Linked DNA regions of Mus musculus: region 2 is linked to region 1. A link is a contact called in public HiChIP or PLAC-seq data. All regions are on one chromosome and are shown on one strand. Each heading gives the region's core, a stretch centred on a gene start, on an enhancer-like site or on the middle of the called end of the contact. The rest is flanking DNA. Distances are from core to core; before and after follow the strand shown.

Evidence for each region. HiChIP or PLAC-seq counts read pairs in DNA pulled down with a chosen protein or histone mark.
Region 2: an HNF4G HiChIP or PLAC-seq map of pancreatic cancer cells shows a contact between it and region 1. The contact joins two enhancer-like sites. A contact is called at or near these places in 1 of 15 datasets of contacts at CTCF or cohesin (large pre-B cells) and 1 of 115 datasets of contacts at active chromatin or transcription factors (pancreatic cancer cells).

The regions. Positions count from the first base shown.
Region 1 is chr4:134,992,459-134,995,628 of GRCm38.p6, forward strand. No RefSeq gene overlaps it. Among named protein-coding and RNA genes, the nearest start is that of Gm42327, 57 kb to the right of the region's middle. Within about 2 kb of position 1,858, at least 25 of the 459 cell types and tissues checked have an H3K27ac peak or open chromatin away from gene starts, as enhancers often do. A contact at or near this core is called in pancreatic cancer cells, where this site is marked.
Region 2 is chr4:135,659,949-135,662,859 of GRCm38.p6, forward strand. No RefSeq gene overlaps it. Among named protein-coding and RNA genes, the nearest start is that of Gm30941, 7.4 kb to the left of the region's middle. Within about 2 kb of position 1,658, at least 69 of the 459 cell types and tissues checked have an H3K27ac peak or open chromatin away from gene starts, as enhancers often do. A contact at or near this core is called in pancreatic cancer cells, where this site is marked.

The DNA of each region.
Region 1 (3,170 bases), core at 608-3,107:
GCTTTAGTGAGATGTCACCCATGCAGGGGAGAGATCTTTGGTGTTGTGGTCATTTCTGAGTCATCTCTGTTTCTATGAGTATCCCCTTGTCTTTACTCCTGTAAGTCACCCGAGTAAGAACTCATAGTCACCAAGCTGGACTTTAGGGGAAATCCTCTGTCTGCCATACTCTCTCTGGGGTGAGTAGATGTTCACATTTCCCCAGAAGTCTCACACAACACCTTCTGGGTGTCCAGAGCAGGCTGTCATCCTTAGGCCACTAAGTGGGCCTTCTACAGTGATGCCCTGCCCCTGAAAACCCAGCTAGAGAGAGGGAGGCAGTGTCAGAATGTAGGAGCTGGAGTCAGCTTGCTGCTCCCCAAGTGTCCTGGCTGTGTGATGTTTAGTGAGTGGCTTGACCTCTCTGAGCCTCAGATTCCTTATTGGAAAAATGGTGTTGACAGTGTTTAATGTGCTTGGTTGCCAGCCTCCCTGTCAAAGGCTCAGAGTTGGTGCTACATGGATGGAATTGAAGAGGTTGGCAGAGTTCATCTCCTTCCTATCTCTATTGGGGGTTCTTGTCCACCTTCCTTCCAAAAATGAAGTGGTTAGACAACACGGAATGTTCAGGAGTGTTTATTCTTGATTCAGGGTTAACAACCTTCACTAAACTAGATAATTTTAAGCCTTGTGGGAACTGCCAACTTAAACAGAACAAGTTTGAACTCTTGGTAGCCAGAAATGCTAGCCCAAAGCCCGTTACACCTCTGAGAACAGTTACAGCCCTTAGAAGCTCTCAGAGAGATTCGGGGTGTCAACTGAGAGCAACTCTGCAGAAAGTGGGTCACCAGAGGGAGCAACAGGAGCAGCGGGAGCAGGAGGAAAACCAGGAGCAGCGAGAGCAGGGGGAGCAGCAGCAGGAGGAGCAGCGGGAGGAGCAGTGGGAGCAGCGGGAGCAGGGGGAGCAGCAGCAGGAGGAGCAGCGGGAGCAGGGGGAGCAGCAAGCAGCAGGAGGAGCAGTGGGAGCAGGGGGAGCAGCAGCAGGAGGAGCAGCAGGAGCAAGGGGAGCAGCAAGCAGCAGGAGGAGCAGCGGGAGCAGGGGGAGCAGCAGCAGGAGGAGCAGCGGGAGGAGGAGGAGCAGCAGCAGGAGGAGCAGCGGGAGGAGGAGGAGGAGCAGCAGGAGCAGCAGGCATCCTGTCTCTGGCAGGTCTTGAAGGTGAGAGCAGCTTTGGCATCTGCAGCTGAAGTGTGGGGTCTGAGAGGCAGGAATGAACGACTCTCACCTATTTGTACCAATGTTTGCATCCAGGATGCTGGCTGGAGCCCCAGTGCCCTCCCTGCTTGGCACAGGAGCCTGGGGCTCCAGGAGCTTCCAATGCCTCTGGCATTCTCCTCGTCCTCCCCTGTCAGGCTCTATTCACCTCTTGCTCATCCGTGGACCATCCAAGTTCATGGCATGTCAGCTGGGCCATGATCAGCTGACTTCTGGTATGTAAATAAGATTATAAACAGGACCAATCAGGGAAGCGCAGTCCAGAAGTCTGCCTGTTCTGGTTGGTACACTGGTCTTCCTAGGCCACTGCCCGCTGCTTTTCCCTTCCCTGGCTTGGTGGCCTTTGGGATTCTGGCTGTCAAAAGCTGGGACTTTGGGGGCTTTTGCCCAACTGTTTTTTTGTTGTTGTTTGTGTCCCATGTATCTCCTTACCGGGGTGCCCTGGCTGTCAGAAAGCCCCCAATCAGATGGGAAACTCCTTAGGTGGAGGGGGAGTTTGTTGCCATGGTTACCATTAGCACCCTGCCTCCTGGGCCTTCACAGCCAGAGTGCACACTAGTGTGACCTCTATGGGTATGAGAACATCCAGGCTGGCATAGCTTGGTTTCCCTAAAGGGCTGGGTACACATACTCCCAGCAGGAGGGAGCGTGGACACTGGTGGCCATCTGGGGACACTGCATGAGATTTCTTGGCTCTTACCACAAGCCAGATAGTGCTATACAGTCTCATGGTTCTCTGGTGACTCAGGGACTAAGAGGTGCTGAATTTCCCAGCTGGGATGATGGAAGAGGTCCAGTGGGAAATATTTTGAGGTTCTCTGCCTAATTCTTTGGAGAGTGGGACACAAGGACATGCCCATTCTGCATTGCACCAGAAACAGAACGTAGCTAATTCAGGTGCGCAGAAAATAGAAAAGGAGAAACCGCAGGCTGGGATGGCATCGTCAACGCTGATCCTTCCTGCCTGTGTTTTTTTTTCCCCCTTTGAATAGATAGACATACAGGCCTTAAAAAACAAAACAAACAAAACAAAAGCCCCAAATCCAAATCCTTGGAAATAGAAGCACACAGCATACAGCTAGATCTGCGACAGGTGTCCCCAGTCTTGGCTGTGGGGAGTGGAGGCAGGAAGATCCCAGAGTGAAACCTGCCTCACCTCAGAAAAAGAACAGAACAAAAACCCAGCCACACAAACTACCACCACCACCACCACCACCACCACCACCGAAACAACTCATCCCACCCGGAGGGGCTGGGGTGTGCTGCTCCCCGCTCTCAGATCTTTGGAAACCCAGCTTCACTTCAGAGCAACCAGCCCATGGCTGCCAGTGTCCTCCCTGGCTCGCTGAAACCGCCGACTTAAACCGTCTAGGTTTATGCAGACGAATAAACACCAGCTCCTACATTTTTGATGAAGTTGACATTACACAAACGCTCCTGGCTTACTTGGTCAGACCGGGCAGGGAGTGCGGGGCTGAATCAATAATGGGAGAGATAAAACATTAAACAGGACGTTCTGCAAAGCAAGCAGCTTGGTGGGGAGGCAAGTCAGGTGACCCGGAGCGGCACATGGCCAACAGTCCGCGGATGCTCAGGGAGCAGATGGTCTGGGATCTCCACAAGCTTGAGAGACTGTGTGACTTCTCCAGGAGCCTCCAACTTAGGCTGCAAGCCCAGAAACATGGAAAGAGTATTAAGTCTGTGGCCTTGGCCTTGTGTAGGGTTTTTTTTTTTTTTTTTTTTTTTTTTTTGCTTGTCTACCTCAATTGGGAAAATAGAGCCTTGGACAGGGATAGCAAAGTCCTTCCTGATGGCTTCATTGTGAACTTAGGATGTGCAGGATCCAGACATAAAGGATATTCCAAGCCACACGTGAGCAGGGCCCAGGAAATGTGTCCTTGGGGCCCAGCTTTGGTGT
Region 2 (2,911 bases), core at 408-2,907, 670 kb after region 1:
CCTTTCTAGAATATTCTGTATCCCATCATTTCAAAGCTAGCTCAGGTACACGCTAGGCCCACCATGAGCCATCTTATTATCAAAAACAAAGCGAGAGCACCAGCTGCTGTGGTGAACATCTATAATGCCAGCGCTGGGGACGTGGGGTGGGGTGGGGGAGGATACTGAGGTTGAGACTAGCCTGGGCTACACAACAAGATCATCTCAAAAAAAAAAATAAGATAAATAATTCTTTTTTTTTTTTTGGTGACAGGGTTTCTCTGTGTAGCCCTGGCTGTCCTGGAACTCACTTTGTAGACCAGGCTGGCCTTGAACTCAGAAATCCGCCTGCCTCTGCCTCCCAAGTGCTGGGATTAAAGGCATGTGCCACCAACGCCCAGCCAAGATACACAATTCTAAGGCCATGTACATTTGGAAAACTGCAGGTGCTGGGAAATTGGGAAGTCTATTTACCACTAAAGGTTCTGAGAAGGCCTGCAGCATAGGGACTTGATTGAGCCCAAGATCCTAGGCTGCCAAATCTATGACCACAGGCGTCTCATGGCCCTAGTGGGTTGCTTTGCAGCTGGGTAACTGTGAATGCAGAGTTACTTCCAAAACATACTTTGGAAATATCTGTTCAAATCTAAAATATAATGATAGAGGTGTCTCTGTGTGTGTCCTTGTGTGAGCACGCACACATGTATGTGTGTGTGTGTGTCTGTGTGTACATGAGTTTGTGTGTGCATGTTTGTATGTGTATGTGTGCCTGCACATGTATGTATGTATGTGCATATATATGTGGGTGTGTACATGTGTACGCACATGTGCTTATATGTGTGTGTATGTGTGCATGCACATGTGTATGTGTGTATATATATGTGTGTGTGTGCACATGAGTGTGTGCATTATGTGTGTGTACGCACATGTATGTATGTGTATATATGTGTGGGTCTGTGTATGTTTACACACATGTGTGTACGTGTGTGTGCATGTATGTATGTCTGACTCATGCATGGGGAGGGAATTACCCACAAAGAGGAGCCCAATGCTATGAGCAAGGACTTGAGAGCCCTTCTGCCCCGCATTAGTATCTAGAAGTCGTTCACTCTTATGCTCATTTTCTCAGGGTCCTCTCTTCCTCTTGCTTCACAGAGGATAGGGCGAGCAGGGTGGTAGGGTCAATCTGAGAGGGCTTCCTGGAAGGAGTGTGGAGCTGACTGAGGAGGAGGAGGAGCATCCTGTGGCAGGGAGGAGGGCAGGGGTGAGCATGCCACACCCTCAGGACACTTGGCTCTTTGCACACTGTCAAAGCCAGCTGTTGGCTCTCTGCCCTGGCTTCCAGGTCTACAAACCTCTCCTGAGTCAGCTCTGGGTTCCAGCTGGGGAGGGGTCAGGCTCTTTCCTGCTTAGGGACCAGCGCCATCGTCAGGGCTACAAAGCTCTTCTCTCTTCCTCCAGGGTAGGGACTGCAGTGGGAGAGACAAGCTACAGTCAGCACAGTTGGGCTACTAAGGACTGTGTGCCTATAGTCACTTCCCCTAAGGAAAAGGCAGCCAACCCAGAACACAGAGACAGGGAGGGAACCCCCAGGGCAGGAACCTGACTCAGGCTTTCTCAGGTTCCTCTAGAGATCCCCTTGGCCAATCAGAGGAGTGAGGGGGGAAGGAAGTGGGTGCTACCACAGAGGTGGGAGAGGCTCTGAGCAGGTGCTGGCCAGCTCCATGGCCCAGCCCAGAGCTGGGAGCGGCTGGGTGCCTCCTTTCCACCCTCTCAGCTGACAGGGCAGGGCTACAGAGCATGCAGGGACCTGGGACCGAAACTAAGCAGTGTGTTCACCAGGGACCCTCTCCCAGGTGGGGACGCCAGACAGCTTTCAGCAACCCTGGAGCCTGCCCCGCCCAGGACTCAACCTCTAGAAACCAGACCAATATCCCAATATCCCCCTCGTGAAGCAATGACAGAGGGAGAGAGAGAAGGCCACGAGGACCGTCAGGGGGATCTTTACACAGAGTGCTTTTCTCTGTCCGTGTCTCAGCTCGGTGCTAGAATTACAGCAGAGACCCAGACTAGATTTGTCTTCTTAAAGGCTGGGGCCTTGGCCAAGTCCCTGCACCCCTGTATACCTCAGTGGTCTCCACTGACAGAAGGTTTCTTCCTCTCTTCAAGGTTTCTTCCTTTCTTCTTCCACCTGGTTCTTCAAGGACAAGCTGACTCAGCCTTGGCTGGAGGGATGAGACACCTGACGAGAAGCAGGTGCACGGTTGCCACAGACCCACAAGTGGCAGCAGCTGCTTTGCGAAGTCCCTATGTGGGGACCCTCAGCCTGCATCACACCCTAGTCTCCGTGTGTTCGGCTAACCCATCCTCTACCCCACCCACACTCTCACCTCCCACCTCCCATCCCCCACCCCCCACACCCATCAAAGGGGTCCCCAGCTCCAGAGCTGGAGAACGTCTAAGAGCAAATAAAACAGACCTTGGGCCCATTACAAAGGTTCTGACTCAAGGCTGGGCCAAAGATCTGTGGTCAAACGTGTATTGTGGATGCCTGGGTTCAGTCTCCAGCACAGACAAAAAGATGGGGGGGGGGTCACTGGGGCAAAGTGGAACACAGACACTAAATTTTTGCTTGTTTTTCAAACTTCTAGGACACAGACACTATTTTGTTTGTTGGTTTGTTTGTCAAACCATTATGAGCCTTTCCCATCCCACCTCCCCACACCCAGTGCTAGGAGTGGAACCCAGGGCCTTATGCATATGAGGCACCCCCCCTGTTACTGAGCCCCACCCCTAGCCTGTCAGAGTCCTAAAAGTAAAGTGACCGCTACAGCCAGAATAATCGTTTCTCTGTGTCTATTGGTGGAGAGTTCGCACAGAGAGTGTAGGGGTCAGACGACAACCTTGGCCGTTGTCCTCAGGGGCCTTCTAC